2 separate regions of the Mus musculus genome follow, and region 1 is linked to region 2. Evidence: chromatin contacts called from public Hi-C data. All regions are on one chromosome and are shown on one strand. Each heading gives the region's core, a stretch centred on a gene start, on an enhancer-like site or on the middle of the called end of the contact. The rest is flanking DNA. Distances are from core to core; before and after follow the strand shown.

What was found. A called contact is a pair of places that touch in the nucleus more often than the background predicts.
Region 1: a Hi-C map of cortical glia shows a contact between it and region 2, with 2.0 times the contacts expected there. The contact joins two enhancer-like sites. A contact is called at or near these places in 1 of 15 datasets of contacts at CTCF or cohesin (embryonic stem cells), 12 of 484 Hi-C or Micro-C datasets (cerebral cortex, cortical glia, embryonic stem cells and 4 more), 3 of 115 datasets of contacts at active chromatin or transcription factors (embryonic stem cells, extraembryonic endoderm stem cells and trophoblast stem cells) and 1 of 9 other capture datasets (adipose tissue).

Annotation. Positions count from the first base shown.
Region 1 is chr16:97,775,331-97,780,445 of GRCm38.p6, forward strand. No RefSeq gene overlaps it. Among named protein-coding and RNA genes, the nearest start is that of Ripk4, 14 kb to the left of the region's middle. Within about 2 kb of position 3,556, at least 63 of the 459 cell types and tissues checked have an H3K27ac peak or open chromatin away from gene starts, as enhancers often do. A contact at or near this core is called in cortical glia, where this site is marked.
Region 2 is chr16:97,698,098-97,703,468 of GRCm38.p6, forward strand. No RefSeq gene overlaps it. Among named protein-coding and RNA genes, the nearest start is that of Gm41513, 29 kb to the right of the region's middle. Within about 2 kb of position 4,009, at least 17 of the 459 cell types and tissues checked have an H3K27ac peak or open chromatin away from gene starts, as enhancers often do. A contact at or near this core is called in cortical glia, where this site is marked.

The DNA of each region.
Region 1 (5,115 bases), core at 2,306-4,805, 77 kb after region 2:
ATTTGAGGCATTAATAGGAAGTCGGAGGCGGCACGCAGGTCCACCCTTGTGGGTCTTCCTGGGTCGCCTCTCTGACTGCTTCCTGGGTCCTGACAAACCGGTTCCCATATCTTTGAGGGCCCTGGGACCGAGGGCCCGATGACCCGTTTTTTGGCACATCAGTTGATTGACTATCAGGTGGGGGAAGAATTCTGCCCTTTATATCCCTCACAGAGCGACACTGGTCAGCTCTATGATAACCCTTGCCACACTTAGAGCAAAGAGTGAGAGTCCCTCCCTGTTTATCTGGAGCTCTGCAATCTTTCTTAAAATGCCCAGGCTTTCCGCAATTAAAACATGTCCTCTGATCATTTCTGCTCATGGAGCGGTTTTGGGATTGAAGGATGGCAGCCGCTAAACCTGCATTGCTGAGAGGTCCCCCAAGCTCTCGACAGACCCTGAGCCAGTCTTGTAAGCCTTTGTTCTTTCTTGGGGCTATGGCCGCTCGGCACTCCTTTGTGGCTTGCTCATAGATTAGCTGTTCTATTAGAGGCGCAGCTTGCTCTGACTCTCCAAAAATACGCTCTGCTGCCTCTGTCATTCTGGCCACAAAATCTGAGAAGGATTCCTGAGGTCCCTGGATTATCTTTGTTAACTGACCAGTGGTTTCACCTGCTCGAGAGAGCGCCTTCCAGGCCCTAATAGCCGTGGAAGAAATCTGGGCATAAGCTCCCCAATGGTAGTTTGTCTGATCAGCAGAATAAGCTCCCTGACCCGTTAACAAGTCAAAAGTCCAATCTCTCTGCTCTGGAGTCAAAGCAGCTGCGTTTGCTCGGGCCTGCGCTTGTGCAGCTTCGTGCCAAAGCGCTTTCCATTCCATATATTTGCCCATACTAGGGAGAGCGGCTTTTACAACCGTTTGCCAGTCAGCAGGAGTTAGTGCCATGCCGGCGAGCCTGTCTAACTGCACCAAGGTAAAATTAGCATTGGTTCCATATTTACGGACCGACTCGGCAAGTTCTTTAATCTGCACATATTCTACCGGAGCGTGGACACGCCCACCCTCGGCTCCTTCAAAGACTGGAAATGCCTGTTCTATTTTCCTTTGTTCCTCTCGGGGAATGAATGAGTCTGCGCATTGCCTCTCTGCGCACTGCCTCTCTGCGCATTGCTGACGCACTACGGGCTGACGCACTACGCAGGGCGGGGACTCCGCATAGGGCGGGAGTGCACCTGGTAGCCGATTGCCCTGAGGCCAATTAGCAAACTGGCCTTCGCCAGCCGCTTTTGGCTTTTTTCTTGACCAATTAGCTGGCTGGTAATGGGCTGCTTCTTCCTCCCAGTCTGTTTCCTCAGAGGAGAATTCTTCATCTGCTTCAGAACTACTAAGAGCTGGCTTCCTGAGCTCATCCAGCGATGAGCACAGGCTCCTTTTCCTATAGACCTCCGCTAATTGATCTTTCTTCTTTTCCCTTTTTCCTCTTTTTCTTCTAATCTCTCTCCAGGTATTCCTACCTAACCTTAACTTTTCCTCGGGTTCAAGACCCTTGGAAAGGCCTGTATACTTAGTTTGTGTACTACATTTTCTTTTTGCTCCTACTTTCTCTCCCCGCTTTACTTCTGATAGATTACCCTGAATTTCCTCTAGAATTTTCAGCCCTATCTTAATCACTTGATAACATGTGAAAAGGAACAAAAGGGCTCCTAACACCAGAAAAAATTCAAGGCCAAACATATTCCACTTTACTTCTGATAGACTGTCTTGAATTTCGTTAGAAAGTTCAAGGCCAGGCTTACCTCGTAAAGCTGTACTCACTGGTACTCTCGTTCCCCAGCTGAAAAGTTCTGAATTCATACAGTTGAATCCTTCTTAACAGTCTGCTTTACGGGAACCTTTATCACCGTCGTTCCCCAGCTGATGAGTTCTGAATTCGGCAGTTGAATCCTTCTCAACAGTCTGTGTTACGGGAACCTTTATAAACGTGATCCGCAGTTCTGGTTCTGAAATGAAGTATCCCTCCTGCGCCGGTGATGGTTAACTCCCTCCCGGGTTTTTCTTCCCGGTCTTTCGGCACCAATTGTTATTAGACGCGTTCTCACGACCGGCCAGGAAGAACACCACAGACCAGAATCTTCTGCGGCAAAGCTTTATTCTTACATCTTCAGGAACAGAGTGCAAGAAGCAAGAGAGCAAGAAGCAAGAGAGAGAGAAGCAAGAGCGAGAGAAAACGAAAACCCCGTCCCTTTTTTAGGAGAATTCTCCTTCGCCTCGGACGTGTCACTCCTTGATTGGCTGCAGCCCATCGGCCGAGTTGACGTCACGGGGAAGGCAGAGCACAAGTAGTCATAAGATACCCTTGGCACATGCGCAGATTATTTGTTTACCACTTAGAACACAGCTGTCAGCGCCATCTTGTAACGGCGAATGTGGGCGCGGCTCCCAACAGCAGGCCTTTTCTGTGTGACTTAAACTGGTTCTAGGGAATGGGATGGGGACCTGCTAAGGCCACAGAACAGAACCAAGCACACAGCAATGCACTTGTTTGTCCCTGGGTACAGAGGCACTGTTCAATAGGTAACTTGCTGTCCAACAGGCTTTGACTTAGATAGATCTTCCTAGCTGTAGGCTGATTTCAGTGTTTAGAGCATGTTTAAGGTTGACAAGGCCAAACTGGGAGAGTTGGAAAGGTATACTCAATACACTCACACATGTTGATATTTTTCAACTTCCTGTGATTTCAATGGAATATAGTCTCATAGTAAGGCAGGAACATGTGTGATTATATACATGTTACATAGACGCATCTCCTATTGGTCCTGTTTTTCTAGAGAGTCCTCAGTAAACATGGGATCTTGACAGTTTTGTTTTGCTTGAACCACAGTCTTCAGAACCAGAACTCTTTATTTCCTAGACTTACCAGACTCACTTGTATCTGGGGTTGGAGGCTGGTTTTTTGTGTAGCCCAGGCTGGCTTCCAACACACTCTGTACCAAGGATGACCTTGAACTTCGGACCTTGCCTCCATCTCCTGAATGCTCCTTTTATAGGGAGCCACTACTTCCCCAGAATAGTTAACTCCTTTGCAGCCTGCTTTGTAGTTGTGTTTCCTTTAAATTGGAATCCATTTCTAAGCCCCAGGGAGAAACCTGTGGCTGCGTCTACGACTAGAGTACATCCTGTGCACAATGCAGACTATCAGCCTCAGTCCCTCTAGACCATCTGCCAGAAAGCTTCCAAAAAGTAAGCTGTAGGCAGTCTTCCCGAAGTCGACCACGGTGGTCAGCGTCATCAGAACCTGTGAGCAAGGTGGCAGTCGCCTCGCAGGAGCAAATGTAGGTGCACTGTTCCTCCCCCCACCAACCTCCTGCTGTTCCAGGGAGGCGGTCCCTGCCTGCCCCAGCGTGAGTCACCCTGCTGAGTCCTGAGCACTGCAGCTCTGCCAGCGGGGTCCTTTCTATCAGTTCTCAGATCACACACCGGCAGCCAAGACTTTTCTCCTTAAGCCCTCTGTTTGGAAAAGAATGCTCTCAGGGTTCTGTTTCTCACACACGCCCCATTCAGCTCTGCCAAAGTCTCCAGGCCGTCCCCACCTGCCACCTGTGGGCTGTTCTGGGAACTGCAACCTGGCTGCTTGGCCCTCTACACCTAATGAACCTACTAAAAATTCCAACCAGACTCCTCAGTCACAAAAGCCCCTGGGTTCCTGCGGACACAGATGTTGATGGCCTGGCCACTACGTCTAGATCTCTCTTCTGTGCCTCAGTTATAACTCTGGAACTCTATTTGGCTTATTGAACAAATGATGTACACTTATAACTGAAATTTTCCACTTTTTTATTAGTGCTAACGTCTCTGTAACTTCTGGGTTGGTTTGGGTCCATTAGTTTTCCTCCTTGTTTTGGGTCTCATCTAGTCTCTCTCTCATATATGCGGTAATCTTTGGTTGAAATCCAGGCATCTTGGTCTTGCTTGCTTGGATCCTGGGTATTTCTTATTGGCTCTCAACTCCCTAAAAATATCTTATACTTGCATCTCTCCAGTCTGTCTCCTCCAGCACCTAGCTTCTCCCATGTGCCCATCTGTGTCCAAGAAACCCTTTTCTCATAAGGATTTAGCCCCTGAAAGGCCTACATAAATCTAGTATGTCACAGTAATGGTGTCAATGTCCCTTCCAAACTTGTGTAGAAACTTTCTTTTTGGCTTGGCAGTGGTGTTAAGGAGATCAGGTCAGGAGAGCTCTGCCCTTGGGTACAGATGAATGTCATTACAGTTGAGTGAATTCTTTATACCAGGATCTCACCCCATCCTGTGATGCTGGGTGCTATGGATCACCCAGAGGCCCTTAGCAGAAGTAGCGCTTCTATTCTGGACTATGATTCCAATAAACTGTTATTTTTGTTTATTTGTTTTTGTTTTAATTTTGATCTCTCTCTCTCTCTCTGCCTCTCTCTCTCTCTGCCTCTCTGCCTCTCTCTCTCTCTCTCTCTCTCTCTCTCTCTCTGTGTGTGTGTGTGTGTGTGTGTGTGTGTGTTTGTGGTGTACATGCATGCCAGAGCACCTGTGTGGAAGTTAGACGACAGTTTTCAGGAGTCAATGTCTAACTGTAACTCAAGCTATCTGGTTTATGAGGCGCATGCTTTCACCCACTGAGCCTCTTGCCAGATTAACTCCTGCTGCTATTCCCAGTCTATGGTAGTATTGTTGTCCAGAAAGTGGGTCAAGCCACACAGGATCCTGGCTAACTACGGCTGCAAAAACCCTATTTGCAAAAGGGATCACTCACAGAGGGGTAGGGTTGGGTGGGACATGTCTCTAGGGGAATACAGCTCTCACAGCCTCAGCACCCAGCTTGCCTTCTCCACAGTGCTTTGTTGGTTGTTCGATAGGCTTCCCTTCAGTGTGTAGCTTAGAAAGATGGCCCAGATGCCTACTTTGATGCTGAGTCCTCACCACATCCATAGGCTTGCCCTTATGTGGAGACCCAAGAAATAGGAGATCTTTACGTCTAAAAAAGTCCTGTCTCATTAATCCCCCAGCTTTCCTCAAAAATACAATTACACATCTGCTGGCACAGCTTTTGTCTCATTTATGATCTTTCCAATTAATTTTTTATTAGAGTATGTGTATGTTTATAC
Region 2 (5,371 bases), core at 2,759-5,258:
ACCTGGAAGCCAACAAAACAAGGGCCTGGTCTCTTAGAAGGACATTTTTAAGGAAGGAAAGTAAGACCCTCCCAGGAAGCTTACGCTGTGCTGTGCTCATAGTTGATGGCACTCCTAGGCTCTTCTATAGGCACACACTACTTAGAGACAGACACCAGATCTGTGAGTTCTGGGTGGCCCTTGATCTGGGAGCTGGGGGCTCTGTGGATGCCTCCGGCCAGTGATATGTCCAGGTCAAGAAGCAGTGTACTCTCTAAGCCTTGGAGAAGAAGCTAGAGAGGACCTAAGGCAGGCACACAAAGGAGCAGTCTCTTGAGTCAGGGTGGTCCCCCTGGTGACCCTGGATGGTAATGTTATAGATTTAGCTCCTGGCCTTAATTTGTGCCACAGTAGGTGCTGCTCAGATTGTTTTGAAAGTAACACAATTAGGATTTTGAAGGGAGATCAGAGTAAGACATTGCAGAAGCTGGTGAGACGCAGCGGGTAAAAGAGCTTGTTACACACTCCTGACCTGAGTTCAATTTCCAGAGCTCATGTGAGGGTGGAAGGAAAGAACAGATTTCACAAACTGGTCCGTTGACCTTCACATGAGTAGTATGGCATATGGACACACACACACACACACACACACACACACACACTAGTTTTTAGTGTAATGTATTAAAATAATAACAATAAAGCAGGTTTCCAAACGTTAAAAAGCAGTTTGGATGTAATGTCTGTGTGCACTTATTCATGAGAGCCTTTTGTGGTGATACAGGCATGAGTTTTAGTAACTGTCACCTAGAACAGGAACGGGGTAAGTTAAACATAGGCAGCAACTGAATGGCAACTCAGATGTGTGTGACTTCAGTAGAGAGTAGGATTGATTGCCAATGCTGTTGTGGATGTTTTATACACCAACAAAGAAACTTCTAGTCTACCTGTCTTCAGGTCAGAAAAGCAAACTGCTGCTACTTTGATCTGATTTTTTTTTTCAAGATGATCTTATGGAAAGATGGAGTCAGTAAACCTTTGAGAAGGTTTAAAGTTTGAGAAGCCATGAGGTGATCTGGATGGTGGTGTCTCCTGAGAAATAAGCCTACTCAGCAGAGCTCCTAGCACTCCTAGCTGACAGAAACAGGGCAGATAGAAAAGCTGTTTGCAGCAGCTGTGGAAGGAACCATCTCCTAGCTTTAAGAAAGTTCATTCCCATGCCAGAGAACACCATATCCTCTATTAGACCCTTCCAGTGCTTCCAAACTGGCTGATTTCCAGGCAAAGGGTCAAAAGATGTGGCTGTGGACTGTGTGTCCCACCTAACTATATCCTCATAACCTTTTCTCCTCCAATGCTGGATTATAGTACCCAAGAGCCTCTAAAACATAACAAGGAGGCATGTTGGATCATTGGGACATGGGGGTGAAGAAGTGGGCCTCTGAGCTCCCACTCCAACCTTTTATCATATCTGCAGGTCCTCCAAGTTTTAGGCTATTAAGTCCTCTTCCTGCCCCTCTGGGTTTACCTAAGCAAAGACCCCATGGTCTAAATGGCAGAACTCCCACCTGTATGGTCTATCATTTATCTCACAAGGAAGGTATGGGGATAAATGGCCTCACACAGAGGTGGGTCTTTGGAAAGCTGGTGGTGCTAGAATCACTCAGCACAGGACTGTAGTCACAGGCCTCACTTTAGGCCTGGCCTGCCCGACACAGGTTCTTGTCCTGAGGATCTGATCAATTTTAGTTCTGACGTTTAAGGACTTAGTGTGATGCCATTTCTAGCTCCACAGAGAACATTCCCCTGAGCCCAGCCTGGCCACAATGGTGTCCATCCCAGGAGAAAGATGGTTGTGGCCATATCACACAGGCTGCACTGTTGTGCAGATCTGGGAACCTATTCAGGGCAGTCTTGGAACTTCCAAGTGTCTTTCAATTATTTCTCAGAAGAAAATGAATTTCCTGTGAGAGAAGTCCAAGTTAGTTCCTGGAGGCCCTAAACATTTGTCCTTCTACCTGCCCTTCTGAGCCTGACCCTCTCCTAACACCTGAGTCTCCTTCAGAACAAAATAATCCATCCCCATGTAAGAATCCTGGAGCAAAACACCACAAACCAGCAGCTTACAGCATATTCATCTCCTCTCAGTCTTGAAGGCTAAAAGTCCAAAGTCGAGAAAGCCAGGCTGGGTCTTCTTGAGGCTTGTCCCATTGGTGTGCAGATGGCATCTTCTCCCTTTGTTCTCACCTAGTGGTCTCTATGTATGTCTGTGAATCAGGGCTACTCTAGTGACCCAATTTAACTTTAATTACCTCTATAAAGCCCTGTCTCCAAATCCAGCCTTCTAAGAATGTCAGGCCTACATTGGGAACTATGCCATCATGGTGAAGGATGGAGGCCTCAGGCTACAGGAACACCATCTCCATCATGAACTCTTGTGATCCTCTCTTCCATTTGATTGTCCATTTCTGTCCCACATTTTGGGAGCCCAGGATTGTATCTTGTATGTCTCAAAATCAGCATACACACACACACACACCAAAAAGCATTCAAGACATGTTGGACTGATTTTATGAGTTAATGATAAGGTATTAGCAAGGTATTAGCCAGCAACAAGAAGGTGCAAGCCAAGGCAGTAATCTCCCACACTGAAGAACAACAGACTGTAGGAAGGGAGGACAGGCTGGATGAGGCCTGTGACACAGGGGCTAAACTGGTTTTTAGATCAGAAGAGACATGTGGATACCTCAGATCAGGACCAGGAGGGAGAGAGGGAGGGATCGAAGAAGGGAGGGAGGGAGTGAAGGAGGGAGGGAGGGAAGGAGGAAGGGAGAGAAGGAGGAAAGGAGGGAGGGAGAGAAGGAGGGAAGGAGGGAGGGAGAGAAGGAGGGAGGGAGAGAAGGAAGGAGGGAAGGAGGAAGTAAGAGAGGGGGAAGGACGGAGGGAGGGAGGAAGGAAGAAAGGGAGGGAGGGATGGAAGAAGGGCTAGGTGGGTTTTCTTTGTGTTTTTCCTTTCTCTTTTTTTCAGTTTTGATGTAGTCCCTGATTGAAATTGGCCTTGGCATGCAAATGAGCAGCTCCCAGAACATTGTGTCTGTGAAGAAAACAGGCATCTATCACATTGGAGTGCCTGACTCAAATGTGTAACAATCAACAATGGTGAGAGATTCAGAGGCTGGAGCTGCTTGCTATGAGACTCCAGCTCTCTTCAATTGGATTTAGGCATTGTAGACTGGTCGCCATTACAGAGACAGAAGATTTGGTAAAGATCAGCCCTGACTAGACTCTGGGAAAATGGCCTCATTCCTCTTCCTTCCAGAACAAAGCCATCTTTTCTTTGGGGTGGGACATTATGAAACCAACCCTCAAAGCAGCAGAGACAAAGAGGAGATAATGCAGGTATGTGGGCATCCAGGCCTGTAACCCATGTACAAAGTGCCCGGCAGAACAATGCAAAGCCCAAAGCTGAATGGAGTATCAACTTGAGCCAAGTAAGGAGCCAGCACCCATAGATAGTGACCCCCCTTTTCCAAGGTACAGAGCCCTTCATTTTTGTGGGGGACCCTCCTTGGCCTTCTGATGAGCCTGTAATTAGGTTTATTGTAATGACAGCTTGGATTTATGGGATGTTCCGCTCCCAGAAATGCTTAGTTCTCAAGCCAAATCTTATTGAGGTTTACAGAGGAGGCCAAGGGTTAATTGGCTATTGGTCTTGAGGAAACTGAGGCACAGGTATATTAAGAGACTTGCTTAGGGCATGAAGTTAAAGTTAGCAGAATGGATCTCAGATTTCAGGGTCCTATCCTGAATGGCATCCTAGGCCTAAATGTATAATTTATAGGGGAGGATTTGGACAAAGGACACGGGATAGAAAGTGGTAAGCAGAAGCCCAGACACAGCAGCCAAGAAACAGCAGGACCCCCAATGTTCTGGAGATGTCTGGCAGCTCCTGGGCCAGTCCTGCCTACCAGGAGTGAGGTCATGTGGTGGCTTGTCTGTCAGTCCTCAGCTTGTACAGAGCCTGCCATTGTCTAATTATATGTTCTGAAAGGCAGCCAACAGCACAAGGATATGTAAGAGATTGGAGATGACAGTGTGCATTGGAGCCAGCTCCATGAAGACAAAAAATAATGGTGAGGAGCATCAGGGAGCCATAGATGAAAACCTCTCTATGCAACAAAGAAAGACAGGGGCTTTCGGCTGTAGTGACTTTGTGACTCTAGTGTCCTCACAGAGGGTGTAAAGTCCTGCTGGAAAGAAAGTGGCTCACCCAAGGCCCTATGAGCTTGCATGGCAGGCAGAGTGTGGGGCATGGTCCTTGGTAGTTGGGGATGCTGAGTACAGGCTTCAAAGCAGACAGACTTGGTCCAGATGACCTGAAAAGTCAGGACAGTGGTGTCCAGAGCAGCAGAAAGGAGGACATGTGCAAAATGCAAAGGCCAGAAGAAAGTGTGCAAAAGGGTACAGAATCCTCAGCAATATAAACTAGGAGCAAAATGAGCTGCAAGGACTACCATAACTTATCCTAGATCAAAAGAATTCCTGACACATGGTGAAAATAAGAATATCACTGTACTGGCTACACACACACACACACACACACACACACACACACACACACCAGTGTGTGATTGTGTCTCTATCCCTTTCTGAGGTAGAGATGTGACTGTCAGAGGTCTTCTAAGCCTAGCTATCACCTCAGCATATGCCTGAAGACATCCTCCAGCCTCCATTATAATTGGTCCTCTTCAGAGTCCCACATCACAGCCCAAGAGTCTCCATAGCCACAATTAAAACTTTTTTATAAAGGCCAGCAACTTGGCGAAATTAATGGCCAGTGTTTCTGTTTTCCCACATTAGCATCATGGCTGACATGAGCTATTCTTACAAGGACATCACATTGGTCAGTGTCAAAGGAATGGAAGACTTTGGATGTCCATTTTGTATCGCTAATGATATCATGGGGACAGAGCATGACCCAATGTGTGACACTACCGAGTGACAAGTGAGAAAGTGGCTTTCCAATGGACTCCACTTGTTGACCAGCATCTTTAGAGTTCTGGATTTCTCTCCAACCCCTGTGTAGTCTATCTTGCTGAAGAAGCAGAGAGTGAACAGATAACTATCTCACCTGATTGCTAGATGCTGATATGAGCTGGGACATCGACAGCAAATAGCCACTGCTCCTTCATGTTAAATAAATCCTTCCTTTAGAGACAGCACAAGCAAATGCTGTTGAGTCTCTGTATGATTCCTGCTTCATGAATGGTCTGCATTATCCAGAACTGGCTGCCTATGATCCATCTTAGCACCTGGCTGCAGCACATGAGCCCTTCATCTAGTGTGGCAGTGACATTCACTGAGATCTCAAAATTGACTTCCAGGCCAGAGTCAG